2 separate regions of the Bos taurus genome follow, and region 2 is linked to region 1. A link is a contact called in public Hi-C data. All regions are on one chromosome and are shown on one strand. The core of a region is the stretch at or near the end of the contact, and the rest is flanking DNA. Distances in the headings are between cores, read along the strand shown. Region 1 has its middle 37 kb from the start of OSMR. Region 2 overlaps EGFLAM (EGF like, fibronectin type III and laminin G domains).

The links. A called contact is a pair of places that touch in the nucleus more often than the background predicts.
Region 2: a Hi-C map of skeletal muscle shows a contact between it and region 1, with 6 times the contacts expected there. The contact joins two enhancer-like sites. A contact is called at or near these places in 4 of 11 Hi-C or Micro-C datasets (blastocyst, liver, skeletal muscle and 1 more).

The regions. Positions count from the first base shown.
Region 1 is chr20:35,605,945-35,609,877 of ARS-UCD2.0, reverse strand. No RefSeq gene overlaps it. Among named protein-coding and RNA genes, the nearest start is that of OSMR, 37 kb to the right of the region's middle. Within about 2 kb of position 2,342, at least 47 of the 102 cell types and tissues checked have an H3K27ac peak or open chromatin away from gene starts, as enhancers often do. A contact at or near this core is called in skeletal muscle, where this site is marked.
Region 2 is chr20:35,987,355-35,991,197 of ARS-UCD2.0, reverse strand. The region is part of intron 18 of EGFLAM (EGF like, fibronectin type III and laminin G domains); the gene reads left to right. Among named protein-coding and RNA genes, the nearest start is that of LIFR, 89 kb to the right of the region's middle. Within about 2 kb of position 1,982, at least 14 of the 102 cell types and tissues checked have an H3K27ac peak or open chromatin away from gene starts, as enhancers often do. A contact at or near this core is called in skeletal muscle, where this site is marked.

The DNA.
Region 1 (3,933 bases), core at 1,093-3,592:
GAAGCTGCTGTCAGTTTCTGGCTGCAGGAATCACAATCTTGTCAACAGCCCGAGCCAGAGTGTCCTGTGCTCCCCACCCTTTCTTCCTGTCACCTTCCCATTCATTTCCTGTGAGCTCTGACCCTTTCTTGGGAACATTAATTAACCATGATGCTTTTTTATTAGAATTCTAGGAAAGTGGATATCCGTATGACTCACACTTCTGCAGTTTAAAGCAGTATTTACTATATTTAATTGAGCAGATGAGTTTTGGTTTTGTTTTGTTTTGTTTTGTTTTTTTTACTAGACATTCACTGTATGGATTTACAACCATCTGTGTGAAACCATTCTGGGAAAGAAAAAAAAAAATCAGCACCACTGGTTATAATGAGGCTTTGCCATATCACTAAAACTCTGAGTGAAAACATATGGGATGGTTATCTTTAAATGATCTCATAAATGTCTTTACTTAGGAATACAACAGATTTCTTTTATAATGCTCGGTTTAAAAATAAAACACCACCCTTGGAAATTATATTCTACCACTCTTGGCTTGACAAGAAAAGGCTTTTACAACTTATATTGTTTGAAATTTCAAAGGAGTCTACAATTTATACAATCATGAGCTTGTTAAATAAGCTATGTAAATTTATGAGGACCAGGGTCTAAATGAATTCAGGCCTAAATAAATCAAACCCTAGCTAGACCATGATTTAATTAAACATTGACAATATGACTCATGGCACTTAAGTTTACTGATGTTTATTGCCAAAAGAGGCTATGACAGAGAGAAATGTAGGAGGCCTGACAGACTGTTCAAGGTTAAAATAGAAGTATCAAGATGAAAACAGCATTGTAGGAGTTTCTATAGCTGCTCAAATAAATGTCTTCAGAACAGTTTGACAGCAAGTAAACTCACAAGGTAGTCATAAAAATTCATAGATGTATATCTTTATTTTCAGCTTTTATCCCTCTCATCTAGCGTTTGGGGGTTTTGGGTTTCTCTTTACCTTCTTATGAATGTATATCTATATAGATACAGATGTCTACATATTTTATATAGAGATCTTATGACTATATTTTATATATCTTTTCAAGCTTAATTTTTGTTCTTGTTTTCACTTCTAATACATGACTTTTATATTTTCTCCTTTTTGTCTATTTTCTAGAATAGACTGGCATCCCTATTTGTGTCTGAGATGCTCGTGCAAGCTTGGTGACGAGCTTCCTTTCTGGAACATACGCAGGTCACCTTTCACTTGGGGGGCCCCTCTTCAGCCTGTCATCCCCCCCAAGGCCCAGAGACCACAGCCAGGGTCCCCTAGGCACAAGGCAGGTTTCAGGGGAGGGCAGGTGCAGCAGGAATGTGTCTGAACCAAAACCAGAACGAATGAGCAGACGGGTATGTGTGCTTATGGAATACCAGAGCACTATTTGAAACCCAGATTCTCCTAGAACCTGAGGGCACACGACCTTGGCAATCAGCGATCAGTATCTGACTCCCAGCTCCCAAACGGAGCAGGTGGAAAGGAGGCTGTAGCCTCACAAACAGGCTGAGCGAGTGGCATCTGTTTCCACCCTGGCTATCTCCTCCTGTCTCAGCGCAGCCCACGGGCCCATCCACAGCTGGCTCCTCCCTGGGGTTCCCTCTGAGCAGTACCATTGTGCAATGGATTCTTCCACCAACTTCTCCGAGGTAAGCCTTTCCATCCTGTTTGTGTTTTAAAGAGAGTCTTTAATGGCTTCAGGCAAAGGAGTCAGTAATTTAGGAGTTTCGGGACTCTGGCAGGGTGAGAAAGGGGTTTCTCCCTTAAGACAAAAGGTCTGTTGGTGTCCTCCACACCATCCAGGGGTTTCATGGACCTGTGCTCCCCACCTCCCTACAGCAGGATACAGCAGGACCGTCTCCTCTGCAGCCAGCTGGTCTGAGAGCTGCAGGGCTGCAGGAGGCTGGGAAATACTAGGGCTCTCAGGGGAGGACGAGGGGCTGTACTCGCCCACACCCTGACCTTACTCTCGAGATTGGAGAGGGAGCTGGTGTCCCTTCCTTTCATTCTTCAAGATGAGCTTGGTCCTTCCTCCTCGGATTCTTGAACGACTTTTGGGAGAGTCAGATGGAGAGAAACGAGATTTAGGACCATGTTTAAGATTCTGCAGACTTTTCCTCAAGGATAGCCAAAGCCCAGGGCCTACAAGCCCCAGGGAGGTGAAGCAGGGGAGAAAGGACACAGTTCATAAAGTGACAGAGGCACGTGCTGTGAGCAGAGCTGAGTTGATGAACCTGATTTGGGGAGACCGGCAGCCCTTGTACTCTCTCTTTTCCTTCCAATCCTCCCATAGAAGCTGGCAACCTGAGAGCTGAGCCGGGCCCGTGCATTAGCCTACGGCGCCACCTAGCCACCCCAGAGGGTACTCAAGAAACACTGTGCCAGGAGGTTTTAGGGGGTTTTTTGTGTTGTTATTTCCACACCCAGAAAAGGGGGTTTCCATTTCATTCACGGAGTTCTGGGAAATGGAATTTGTATAAAACCTTTCTTGCACACGATGGAAAACATTTATTAGCGTCTGAGAGAATGTGGCCTAAAAGCAATTGTAATAAAAACTTACGAGGGTAAGAGTTCAGTGTTCTACACTTGCATTTTTCCCTAGTAACAGCTGTGACTGCAGTTTTTGCTTCAAGTTTATTCTGCCTCAAGTTATTGAATCTGCCTTACATTATAGACTTTATTCAAATGACAAAGAGCTACTGTTTCTCCTATTTTCTTTTCTTTTTCTTTTCTCCTCCAGGTCAGATTTAGCTCTGGGGGAGGCCTGGGAATCCTGAAGGGAATGGAGGCTCACGAGAGACTGATTCTATGGGGAAACTTGGGACAATATCAGTCAAGGGACATTATGGCAAATGTATGACATTGCTGTACCCGCTGCCATCTTTTCAGTCAGATGAAGCTATCCCTGCTCCCACAGACACAGCTCCAGGAGGAAATACGGGAGCTTATCAAGAGAGCACGTACATCCTCACCATAGATGCCGTGGTCCCGCCGGCGAAGCTGGCGCTGGCCTTCCCATCTGAGATGGATAAAGCTCTGAGGCCAACAGACTCAAGGTTGCCTCTAAAGCTTATGGAGGAAAAAAAAAAAAAAGATGTCTTAATGACTGCATTGGGAATAGGCAGTCATTGCCTAAAGGCTCAGGAGATCTTAGAGATTGTAAACATGATCTCTGGAGCCAAATGCCTGGATTTCACGTGTACTTCTCTGTTACCTAAGCCCTGCCTCAGTTTTCTAGATAATGAATATAATCCTAGTATTTATTTCATTAGGTTCTGGTGAAGATTAAATGAGATAAACTATATAAATGCTTCAGATAAGGCCTGACACATGGCAGGCACTTCATAAATATTAACTAATGTTTAATTATCCTAGAATTGAAAGGAACAACCTGAGTCTTCTTGCACTGAAGCAGTTTTTGTTAATTAGCATAGCAAATTGTGCCTATGTAGCAAGTCTCAGTGGCAATTTCTTTGGCTGTTTCCACATTGGCAGCAGAAACAGGAGGTATACATACAGCTTTTTTTTAAAAAATGTTTTTTAGGGTTTCCCTGGTGGCCCACTGGTAAAGAATCTGCTTGCCAATGCAGGAGATATGGGTTCAGTCCCTGATCTGGGAAGATCCCACAAGCCTCAAAGCAACTGAGCCTGAGCCCTAGAGCCCTGGAGCCACAACTACTGAAGCTCATGTGCCCTAGAGCCCATGCTCCACAAGAGAAGACACCACAGCTAGAGAGTAGCCTGTGCAGCAACAAGACCCAGCACAGCCAAAAATAAATAAAGTTATTTTTTAAAGTTTTTTAGGAGAAAGCATCCAAAAAAAGAAAAAGTAGCCCACCAGTTTATCTCAGTGGATGCTCAAATAATGCTGCTAGCTGATCAGGGTTGGTTTTTTTTTTTTTGCTAT
Region 2 (3,843 bases), core at 733-3,232, 380 kb before region 1:
TCAAAAGCACAAACATGTTCCCTAGTGTCTCCCACAGATGTTAAACCACCCTTTTACAGTGTGCAGCATGTCAGAGAAACCCCCAACGCCAGGCCTCACTCAGTCCATACCAAGGGGCACCTTCTCCAGCAAGAAGTTAGTTCTGGGGATGTTCAGTGAGTCTGGGTCTCTCTGCCCTCCTCAGTGAGGAGTTCCACTGGGGCCCTAGTCAGGAGACTAGACACTTGTTCTCAACTCTTGGTAGTACGGGAGGGCTGGGGCTGGGGCGATTCCGGGCTCTCAGACCATCAGACTTTTAGGAGGGTCTTGGGAGCCCCATCCCACCCTTTGTCTCTGCAACATCAGAGGCTGGAGCAGAATCTGAGCCCAGATGGAGGTGGGCACTGGGCTCCCATGGAGCTGCAGGAAAGTGAGCCTCTGTGCCCCAGCTGGGGCTGGAGAAGCCAGAAGGCCTTCAAGGTACCAGCCACAACTTCAGATACCAGCAGAAACCATAAGGCGCGGTGGTCCCCTCACCTTCCACCTGGGGCTCTCACTCTCGTGTGCCTTCTTCTACCACAAACCTCAGCACCCCATGCTGCAGCCCAGTCCTGAGGTCCCTTTCTTATCTCACCAGAGGGGTGTCAGAAAGCCGATACTCCCCATCCTTAGAGATTTCTTTCTTCTTTCTCTCTACTCTCATCCAAATTTGCCCATTTTGTGTCCCAGGCCGTAAGAGCTCTTGTGTCTAAGTTACTAACAAGGGAAAGCAGAGTTTCACAAAGCACAGGTGAAAATTTAAGTTCTAAAGAACACTAATGGCGGTTTTGTGTTCGCACAGAGAGATAGACAACATAACATTCACATGCGCAGAATGGGAGGGGAAATTCTGTGGTCTAATAAAGTGAGTCGCTCTGTCATGTCTGACTCTTTGGGACTCCATGGACTCTAGCCTGCCAGGCTCCTCTGTCCATGGAATTCTCCAGGCCTGAATACTAGAGTGGGTTGTCACTCCCTTCTCCAGGGGATCTTCCCAATCTGGGGATCAAACCCAGGTCTCCTGCACTGTAGGCAGATTCTTTACCATCTGAGCCTGAAATAAGACTGAGTAATCCTGGGTAAACCATCGCTTCTTCTGTGGGACTTCTCAGAGCCTTTGATATGTTCTGAGTGTCCAAGACAAGGGTGTAGAATGCATCTCTTTCCTCCAGGGTTTCCCCCAGCCCATGGCAGACAGGCCACTTGGGAAAGGACCGAGCTCTGATGGTACTCCCTTCCCTTCCCTTCCCTTCCCTTCCCAGATTACTGAGAAGTTCTGACTCAGACGGTGCAGGACCCTTCAGGCCACTAGATGGGAGTGTTTCTCTGCAGCAGCTGAAGTTCCACTCAATACCAACACCGAAAGCCACTGGCTTAGGTCACACATTTGTCAGGGACACACAGTCCTCAAAGATGGGAACCTGCCTGACTCATAATGATGGACCACATTCTACACACTTCACAGTGTATTTAGTAAATTCATATCAAATTGCTGAGTCTGATTGGGGGACGGGAGTGGGGGGGAAGTCCCAGAGCATTAAAAAAAAAAAAAAGTAGCTTCATTAAATATGAGCTGTAATTTAAGAATACTCAGTATGAAAAAACACAAATTCATAAAACATATAAATTGTGCATACTATAGGGAATTTCTTTTCTTGGGATGGTGTATCCTTAACCAATGCAAGATTTGGAGGCATTCAGCCTGGATGTTGATTTTTAGATAGTTGAAGGCTGGTAGTGTAGAAAACAATTTTTTAGCTATTACTTACTTTGTGGCTGCAGAGTCAGCTTCATGGGACCAGATGGCTGCTCCAAGCAGAGCTGTCCAGCAAGGGAGAGTTCTGCCTGTGGATGAGAGAGCTGCCCACCTTGGAAATTGTTCCCTGGGACTGGATTGCCATCGCTCAGGAGGTTGTGGGGAGAAGTCCTGGCTGCTGGAAAAGCTAGGTTACAACCCCAGCTCCTTCCTTCACTGGTCCTGGGACTGCGTGAAGGAGCCAGCAAGTTTTCTTCCACTCTTTATAGTCCATTGGGAATTTCAAGTCCCTGAAGTGGAAAATTTGCCTGGCTTGCAGGCTGGTTATTCATTTTGTCACCAGATGTCTCAAGCTTTTAGGTCTAAATGTGAGGAAGCACCAAAAACAGTCTTTGAGTAGTGCCTTTGCCACAAGAAAAAAAAAAAAAGACAGTGTAGAAGAAATTAGATCTAAAGGGTTAGGATAAAATATACTTGTGCTTACAATATTTTAAAAAACTGCAAAAGGCTAGAAAGGACTAGATGGCTACTTCTAACTGTAATGTTTTAGGATGGAATTAATGTTTATCCACATATACTGATGACACGGAGTATATTTTCACTGTGTTTATGTTCAGTGGTGTCATTTCTAGAGTGTTCGCCTGCTCTTTATTAATCACAAGATCTGAACCTTGTAAAGGGGGTGGGTTGGGAATTAGGGTGATATTTTCCACTGTGGAGAGAAAAGAGGCAGCTGGCTGGCTTGCATTCCTTTTTCACATGTAGCCTGGAGCCAAGAAAAGGTAGTGGTCATTGACAAGGTAAGTAACTCTCCAGGAAGTGTTTTCTCCAGGTTTATATTAAGTGGGCATTGTCAGTTCAAGGTCAGGGGAGCCCCAGAGGTGTTAGACAGTTTATTAGACACATCTTCCTGGTCCACCACCTCTTGCACCCCAGTTACTAAGCCGAGAACTGCAGAGGTGTGTTGGGTGATTTGGTGCTAACCATGCTGAGAGAAAATATTTCCAGCAGTTTCTCACGAGGGGAACGAGTGGATTCACGTTCCCTCAGAGGAATGTGAGTTCCTGCAGGGCTTCCCAGGGGCTGTGTAAGGCCGCTTTCCAGCGATCTGCAACCACAGTAATTGGGATTTTACAGTGACTGTGAGATTCTGACTTGCCCTGTTCTGTTTCATGCTGGCATCTGGCAGAGTGTGGGAACTACTGCCTCAACAGTAAGTACAGTGAGTCCTCCGAGAAGCTGGGACGGCTCCTGGGCTGGTGCCAGGTCAGGCTCTGGACAGGCTGTGGGCACAGTGCTGGCCAACCACCTGCAGAGGGTAACGGGGGACACACCTCTCAGAGGGGCTGCAGCCTCCCACCGAGATTGCCAGCCCTGGGAGCACACTTGTCTCCCGGCTGGATCTTGGGAAGCCCTGAGCTAGAGGGGCTTGGTCAGTAGCTGGACGGGGCTCGCGCACACACCCCTTTGAGAGTCCAGGTGCAGAGCACATCCTGATCATTTCCAGGAGTGCAGACCCATGTCCATCCAGTAACAGCAGGGATGGGCCCTGCTTGGGGCTGAGCCAAACCCAGCAGGGACTCCAGAGTGACTGGGAGGGATGGCTTCTCCTCCTGTCTGGCATCAGCAGCTGGCAATTCAGGGTCTGCCCGCCCAGGTGTGAGCTCCCCTGTCCTCCTGCGTTTCCCCACTCTTGCTTCTTGTACCCCATTCTTACCCTCTTCTATTTTTTTGCTTCTCCTGGACTTCTCCCCCAGCCGCAGCTTTTTCATCCTCTCTGCATCCCCTGCTTGGGGATGCCATCCACTTGGCTGTTCATTTTTGTGTTGTTGTTTTTTTTCCCACACCTTCTCCTCCTTTGCTTCTCTGACATTTTCTTTTCTCCTCCTCTAACGTCTACTTTCCCCTTCTTCTTCTCTCTTCCCACCAACTTTCTACTTGTGGCATTTTACATCTTTTTTCTTCTCTCAGCTTCCTTTTCTTCCTTCCTCCTCCTCCTCACTTAAACCAGAGGGTGGAGCAGCTCAGAATTTGAGATTAAAGAGCCATCACTTCCGACTCTAAAAGGC